2 separate regions of the Gasterosteus aculeatus genome follow, and region 1 is linked to region 2. Evidence: chromatin contacts called from public Hi-C data. All regions are on one chromosome and are shown on one strand. Each heading gives the region's core, a stretch centred on a gene start, on an enhancer-like site or on the middle of the called end of the contact. The rest is flanking DNA. Distances are from core to core; before and after follow the strand shown. Region 1 overlaps LOC120832530 (SHC-transforming protein 1). Region 2 holds the start of dut (deoxyuridine triphosphatase).

The links. Hi-C and Micro-C count contacts between places; a contact is called where the count stands out from the background.
Region 1: a Hi-C map of skeletal muscle shows a contact between it and region 2, with 4 times the contacts expected there. The contact joins the enhancer-like site here to the promoter of dut in region 2. A contact is called at or near these places in 6 of 6 Hi-C or Micro-C datasets (blood and trunk muscle, liver, skeletal muscle and 2 more).

The regions. Positions count from the first base shown.
Region 1 is chr12:20,023,259-20,027,638 of fGasAcu3.hap1.1, forward strand. LOC120832530 (SHC-transforming protein 1) reads right to left here. Exons shown (of 13, transcript XM_040198905.2): 13 at 1,776-4,211. The coding sequence ends at 4,083. Among protein-coding and RNA genes, the nearest start is that of fbn1, 9.0 kb to the left of the region's middle. Within about 2 kb of position 3,018, at least 2 of the 9 cell types and tissues checked have open chromatin away from gene starts, as enhancers often do.
Region 2 is chr12:19,962,595-19,966,707 of fGasAcu3.hap1.1, forward strand. dut (deoxyuridine triphosphatase) reads left to right here and starts at 2,213. Exons shown (of 7, transcript XM_040167962.2): 1 at 2,213-2,807; 2 at 3,297-3,462; 3 at 3,782-3,873; 4 at 3,998-4,042. The coding sequence starts at 2,804. slc12a1 (solute carrier family 12 member 1) reads left to right here. Exons shown (of 26, transcript XM_040167898.2): 24 at 98-233; 25 at 321-388; 26 at 484-1,613. The coding sequence ends at 619.

The DNA.
Region 1 (4,380 bases), core at 1,768-4,267, 61 kb after region 2:
TGTTTGCGCTCCTCACGTGACCTACTTGTCTCCAGAGGAACATACGTGTAGATGTTGGCCTGCCAGTAAGCGCTGCAACACGGACCCGTCAGTGGCCAAGTCTCGTTTCGCTTCGTCCCGGGTTTGAACTGTGCGTGACTCCGATAACATTGTGGTGAGGAACAATGTCATGCTCTCGTCCTCTGGATGCTTTTTATGACTTTAATTGTTCCATTAAGGCGCTTCGGGGTCCTGGAATGCTTTGTCATATATGTGTGTGTCTGTGTGTGTAAAGCTAATGCCCTCAGGCCCATCGGCACTCAAGTTTATTCTATAAAGGAATTCATAGAGTTCAGGCTTTTTAAAGGTCCATTGCTGGTGCTGATGGCGTAATTTTTCTACTCCTTGGTTTATATTATTAAGAGTCATAGATATTATTAGTGAGACTGATCATCGCACTGACATTCAAATAGCTAAACACAACAGAGCAATTCTTTCAGCTCCAATTGTAATTGTTTGATGCATTATGATTAATAGTAGTTTAAATATTTTTATTATTTTGCAGTTGCTATAGCACATAGTGAAAATCAAACCATTTCAATATGGAGGTCTGTAGAAATCTCTATCATTTATAGCATTCAATAACAATATAGAAACAGTGGTAATGATGTAGAGCATAATTAAATAGCGAAATGTAAGCACAGCGTAGATTAAAGCAAAATCAAGAGTATAATGAATACATTCAAAAACATCCTTCTGCGTCATGCATGTTAACAACTAACGTTTATATTATGTTTACATGACAACACAACACAGGTTACCAGCTGCTGCTATGACATAAACGAGGGGTCAGAGGTCAAACAGTGACCTCACCGTTTTGACAACATGTGGCCATCAGCAGGCCTCGCACATCTGGAGGGTAAGGCCTCACTCACTGGGTCACTGCTGCTCTCGCTGAGTTGTTTTGGGCGAGGTCCGTGTGACTCAGAGAAAGTCCAGAGAGACGTAATAGACTCGGTCAAAAAAAAAAAAATCACCTGATTTTACGCTTTTGAATGCTTTCATGTTATTAGATGATAGTTGTATACGACTCTTGGTTTGCAGGGAGACACTTTCGTTTTGGCTACTGACTGAATCGGATACGAGGCAGATGTCATTTATCATCTTAACTTGAAGTGCATTCATTTCCTGCTATTGTAACACGCCAGATAAGCCCTCTTTTTGTCGCCCTGAGAGCTGAGGATTGTGGGAAGTTATGTGAGATCTGTGATTACATTTGACAGCGTAATCGGAACAGAAAGGCTTTTAGTGATGTTGTTCTGGAGATACCCCCTCGGTGTTTGCATCAGCCGCTGGTTCCCTGATCTGAGACCAACAAGCCGCTCTGAGGGTGATTAATGTGGGCGAGACCCTTCCGAGCCTCACGAGAGGACGACGAGGGCCACAGCCCGAAAAACCAGTTGCATACTTTTAGCACGCGGTCATCTTTCACTTCACCAAAAGTGACAGGCTGCTGAAAGCTGGGAAAAGTGGAGCAGCCAGTATTAAAGGTTTACACGTTAGTCAAAAGAACACTGGAAAGGTGAAAGAAAATGCAGGTCACTGCTGTTTAAATCACAGAGGAATGAAATCAGCACACAATCTTATTTTTAAAAGTATTTTAGAAATTTATCCAAAACCGTATTTAACTGATCAATAAAACATAAGACGCTAAAGGAAAATTAGCTTCTTTTTTTAAGGCCGATAGCGCCATCTTGTGGTTTAATAAATCCAGGCAGTTAAAAAAGTGGAAAAACTGATATTTACAAAGGAACATTTTAATCAACATGTGAAAAGTTACGTGACAAATACATTTAAAAATCACAATTAGATGCAACTGCATTTGATATGAATAAAAATAAAAAAAATCACCAGAAAATTCAAAAGACAAATATATTCAGCCTACTATAATAGAATAATATTTTTTTAATCTTTTTACCCTTTGCTGTCATCTAAATCGTTATTTTAGGAATCTTTTCAGTATTTGTTTGATGATTATTTTATCATGTTAGTTATTGCAGTACACACTGAATGTAAATTAAAAGGGTTATCGACGATGCCAATGAACTATTAATTAATATATTGTCTGTCACTCATGATTACACGCCCCTCCCAGTTGATGCATCGCCCCTTACAGCACATCAGGGTCAAAAGTCTGAATGTGAGAAAAAAAGATCCGAACGCGAAAAAAAGTTTTGAATTCGAAAATATAAGATTTGAATCTGAAATTAGAAAATATAATACAGTGAATATCAAAAATAAATACAAGGGGGGAATGAAAAAAAATATTTTATTAAAAAAAATTATAAAACAGTCCAAACTATATTCAACCCGAAAATACTTTTTGGGCACTTATTTTTATTTTGAATATATTGTTGTATTTTTCAATGTTCAAGAACAAAACTTTCAGGTTCACATTTGTTTCTCAAATGAACAAAACTTTTGACCTGGATTTGGCTCCATATATATCCTCCATGTCAATCATGTTTCCGCCTGTTCTTCCCCGGAAAAGGTCATTTTTATCCACTAAAGATTGCAGAAAAAACGGCCGGTGACCAAAACTTGTCATTCAAAATAGACTTTTGATCATGAGTTTCCATAGCAACTCTAGACGCGTTGGAATTAGCGGGGCGAGATCGCTAATGTTACGCGAGACGAGGGTACTTTATTAAGGTTAACTAAATTGTGTGACGTCATCTTCCTCCATAAATTAGCAGTGGTGGAAATAACTACCCTACCTGTTGAGTTAATTCTTGAACTGTTTGAGGTACGTTATGCTTTTTGCTTATAGGTCTTCCCCACGCAACTCGTCCTACATTCATTTTACTTTTTACAGATCATCTTTTTTCAATTATGAGTAACGTTACTTTTACTTTGTTTTTGTGTCTGCAAAACACTTATCCAAGTCACCTGACTGTTAAATCAATCCACTTTTCCTCTCTTGCGATCACATAGTGGTGAACACTGTTGGACACAGGAAATAGACTCCTACAAAATAAGACAGCAGATTTCACATTCGCGTCTACGCCACACGTGTAAGGTTAAATAAAACTGAAACACAATCTATAAATCATGTGACTAATGTGCAGTTTGCTGGCTGAAATAGATCTGGAAAATCAATACACTTCCCCCCGGGCTGCTCTTTCAAATATTGTTTTGTCCTTTTTGTACTACAAAATAAAAGAGGCATCCAGTACAAAAGTGAACGTGGGAAATGTCTTCAGACCAATGGGAGTGTGTTCACTGGCTACTTGTAACCTCAAAAGACATATTGGCTGCAGTAGGAAATATATAACTGCATCAATGTTTTTGCTTTTATTTCATTGGTAGGAATTAAATCTAGATATTGAATCGCTACATACAACTATGCAATGTTTGAAACGTTTACAGATGGAAAAAAAGGATGAAAATAAACATTTCAACGGGTTTTCTCGATGAAACATACCATGTCAGACGTGTGTCTCTGTTAACGTATAGTTGTATATTTAATTTTGTAACAAGTAGTAAAGTAGTAAATGTGTGCTGTAAGTTTTCCCTCAACTTGATGATAATTAGCTTATAATGAAGGATAAGGATAAATAAAGTTGTGTTTCTGTGGTTGGAGAACTAACAAGACATAAATTACAAAGAGAGCTGACTATTTGATAAACTTACTGGAAAAAAAACATTACTGTTTGCATATTTCCCATTTTTTCTGTTGTTGTGGACTGTTTACAAAAAGCATTTTAATTGGGATTCGAAAGTCAAGCAGGGAAAATGGGAACACGAAGCAACCGCAAAAAAAAACAAATGAACACGACGAATTCAGCAAGTCAAAAAGAATGATTGTGGAAGTCTTCCAACATTCTGGTAATTTTCTTGTCCCTGGGCTTGGATTTTGAGTAAGCACCAGCTAATTAATGATTGATTGATATATTCAGCCTGAGAGCGTTGGTATGTTCTGCAAAAGGTGTCCAAAGGTTTAAAGTTTTTTTTGCTTGTGGACAGCTCCAAAAGCAGAGAACTGCTGCTGCAGCTCAAACGTATGCATGCTATGAGTGTATGAGTGTGTGTGTGCGTGTGTGTTAGTGTCTTTGTAGTATCGGCTGTCTCAGACACAGCTCAATGCTTCCAGAGATGATGGGCATCTTGTTCTCCATGTGGAAACGCACCAGGTGACCAACACTCAAAAACACCTGATCGCGGGTCCGTACCTGCTTACGCAAAAACACACACACACACACACACACACACACACACACACACACACACACACACACACACACACACACACACACACACACACACACACACACACACACACACACACACACACACACACACACACACACAAAGTTTAACGTCAGAACCGGCTGCCACTTG
Region 2 (4,113 bases), core at 963-3,462:
GGTCAACTTCAATCACCTCAGAGTATCTGCATGTTATGAGAATACAAAAATGGATATTTTCCAGATTCAGCTCATGCTCTTATCTGCTTCCTTCCAGCTATAAGAAGTTAGAGGACATGATTGAGCCTTTCTGCCTGCATGAGGCGTCTAGAGACACCGCTCAGGCTGGAGCCATGAGGAAAGAGCACCCCTGGAAAATCACCGACCAAGAGCTGAGCACCTTTGAGGAGAAGGTAAAACCACTGACATTTGGTATTTTGGTTTGAAGCTCTATGAGTTTGTAAATGAACTGTTGGAAAGTAAACGCTGCTGTTTTACAGACCAACCTCCAGGTACGACTGAACGAGGTGCTTCAGGAACACTCTAAATCAGCCAATCTGATCATTGTGTAAGTACAGCCAACTGTCGCCTGCATAACGCGGAAGCTTTGTACAACATATCGGTGTTTCTAACGCGCTCTCCGTGTGCCGTCACCCCCTGCAGGAGCATGCCCATTGCTCGTAAGGAGTCTGTCTCGGATTTCCTCTACATGGCCTGGCTGGACATTCTGACAAAGGACCTCCCGCCCACCCTGCTCATTAGAGGCAACCACAAGAGTGTCCTAACGTTCTACTCCTGAGCACCACGCATGTATCAGCTAACCTTTAAATGAGATTAATGGAAGTACCACAATTGTGGACCGTGTCCATCAAGCGCACCAGACCCTTGTTGTTTAGGCCAACGATATAACACACAAGCAGTTTCAGTCAACCCTGATGAAGGCATTCACACTGACGGTGCTAAGACGAAAAAGTGCAAGAAATATTTCAAAAGAAAACACAGAAAAGTTGGTCAGCTGGTGTATACCTAAAAAATCGTTTTCAGACACAGCAAAATATTTACCCATTACCAGTTTTCATCACCTTTGTCCGGACTGTGCCTTTTCCGTGTGGCAAGTTTTGCCAGCGTGCCAGTAGACTGTGTGGCTACCGGTGTAATTTCTCAGGGTTTTGTATGAATGCCGCCAGTAAGGAACAAGGAACTAGTTTTAATAAAGAAAAATGTATTTTTGACATTCCGCTTGTAACGTCTGAATGTAAAATTAGGAGCTCCGGCAAAGTTTAACCTCTTTGGAGTACAGGAAAAAAGGTGCAATGCTCAGATTGTTAATGTATATATAAAACGAAAAGCTAATTATTTTTGGTTTGGAACAAAGTTTGACCAAACGTCTTTCTAACTAAGATCAGCCGAGAGAACAAAGCCAAAGACACAAAGCTTCTTTTCAATGGTTTCACTGCGTGACTTTGTTGCCTGCTGCATTGATTGTAAAATAAATGTACATAGTAGATGTTTCTTAAATGATTGAGTCCATTGTTTTAATGGTTCCATTCATTTTGAAGCATTCCTTGATATTCACTGGGTTTATAATATTCATCTGTTTCACCGTTTGACATTGTGCAGGCTACTGTTTAAATATTTAAATACGTTTAATGTTAATACCACAACACATGTTTTGTTTAAGGAAAATGGAAAAAAAACTATTTTTCTGTAAATTGTGCCATGTTCTTCTTCCTTGTAATTATATCATCTTGATTACATCGTATAAAGAAATAAAAAAATGTTGAGCTGCTCAGATTCTTGTCTTGTCTGTCATTTATTCGGTAAGTTGTTGAGATAATGTCAGATATTGTTTTTCTACAGAAATATGTCAGGATACTGGTAACTCGCTTGTGACACAAACTATTGTACCTTACTTGAGTACTTTCATTAGCTAAAACTATCATTATAAATATTTGTAAAAGTGTGTTCAATATCACCACTGATGTTCAAACTTGCTGACTCAATATTTTAGAATCTGACTTTATCTTAAGTGATAGAGTTTAAGGAGAAAGTTGTTAAAAGTCAATATAATGATTAGATTGTATAATTAGGAGCAGATAGAAACATTATTAATACAAAGGTAAATAGCATAGCAATGTGCAATGTTTTTTCAGTGTCTTTTGGTTATTGATTCTGTTCTATCTTTCGGGCCAAAGGTAGAAAGATGACAAGACAAAAATGCATAAATCTCTTTCCAGCTTTCTGTTTATAACAATGCTCTGGCCAAATGTCCACGCAATGCACCTTTGATGATCTTGGATATCTAATGCATAAGTGCACGAACAGATTCTAGTTTACCTTTCATTATTTCAGTTTTGTTTTTACAAATTAGTAAACGAACCAATCGCTGCACATTCAACGGTAAGCGCGATATCAAGTGTTCTCGATATTCCGACTCCCCTTTGCCGCAGTGCACGGCCCTGAAGAAGACCCCTGACTCAGTGTTGGGGAGAGGGAGAGAGAGAGAGAGAGAGAGAGAGAGAGAGAGAGAGGGAGAGAGAGAGAGAGAGAGAGGGAGGAGGAGCTGCATTGAAGGAAGGAGGCGGAGGAGGAAGAGGAGGTGCAGCGCATCAGCTGAGAGGATGTTAGCGCTAAGTTAGCTGTTAGCTTGTAGACGACGTTAGCTGTAACTATGACACGAACGCTGCTGAGACTAAGGGGTCTTCAGCGACAATGTTCTGCGGTTTTTCATTCTCCACGTCTCATAGGGAGGGACTTTCGTATTCAGACGCTTACTCTAAACAAAGGCAAGCGAGTTATTAGGATGGATAACGTTACCTTTAGCATTAGCGACATCTCAAGTGCTTATTGTTGTTGTTAGCTTTGCTAGCCTGCCTACTATGTTGTACTCAAAGCGGCTCTGGTTTTAGTGCTCTGCATTATGTATCCGTCATGCACTTTGACGTAAAGACAGCCAACACTACCTCTGCATTATTCTGGTGCAATGCGTAAGTAAAGCGAGGCTTAACATTACACACATACTGCATTATGACATTATTTCAATAGAGGTTAACGTTAACGGAAGTCTCGCGAGAACACGTTGTCATGCGACGTGATGACGAAAGGGTTTCCATAGTTACACAGCTTACTTACTTTCTTGCCGATTTAACGTTAACGTTGTATATAACAAAATATGACACCTCCATCTAGATTAGCACATGTCAATGTAGTATGTGACAGTTATGTATAAATGTGTATGGGCGCCTAAAGCTGCATTTCATCACGTTTTTTTGGAGGAGGAGGGGCTAATTTGGCGGACTTTCGGCGCGGGATATTTGATTCGAATACTGGACCCACCGGCGCAGAAGCTTCTGAACTCTCCAGTGGTCCAGTTGTGTTACCATTCGGCTCGGAAATAACTCGTATTTTGTCCGTCTAAGTATATCGGTGTACTCTCCGTCTTAACCGTGAGCCCTTTGCCGACATGCCCGTCCTAGAAGTCACTGGCGTTACTGATGCATCGGCTGTTTCTCCCTCGAAGAGGCCAAAGACCGAGACAAAGCCCGCGGAAAATGGAGCCGTCCTCAGGTTTGCAAAGCTCTCTGAGCACGCCACGGCCCCCACCAGAGGCTCGACGAAAGCAGCGGGATACGATCTCTACAGGTCGGTTTATACGTTTAATTCATACGACGTTTAGGTCTGCTGATTCAATTAATGTGAGCAGCGCATGGTTTTTGGATTTAAATGTCCGTATGATTCAAAAACCGATCGCATGTTCTTTTAACGGGACGTTTTTAACGCCCATGTGTGATTCGTGTGATCGTAAAAGTCACTTCAGATGTTTGTGAACGTGCAACGTCAGCTTGTGCTCGGACAAAAATGGTGCATTCAAGTGCAAACCTGAGCCTTGTGCTGTATAAAGCAGTGTATTGTATGACGACATGTGTGGACCAGCTGACCACAACCCTCTGAATTGAAACAGTGCATATGACTACACCATCGGCCCCATGGACAAGGCCATTGTGAAGACGGACATCCAGATCGCAGTACCACATGGCTGCTATGGGAGAGTGGGTGAGTGTTTGGACCCGCTGATGCAACTCTTGCACTGCGTGTTTTTCCCGCTTTGTGTCCTTTTGCTCATTGCACGTGAGAACAGCAGCTGCTAAATGTGTCTGTCCGTTGTGTGATTCCTCAGCACCGAGGTCTGGACTGGCAGCGAAACACTTCATCGATGTTGGCGGTGAGTCTTTGCAGTCTTTTTGATCTGGTTCTGATAAGAACGCACGTGAGGTTTTTTAACACTTGAGACAA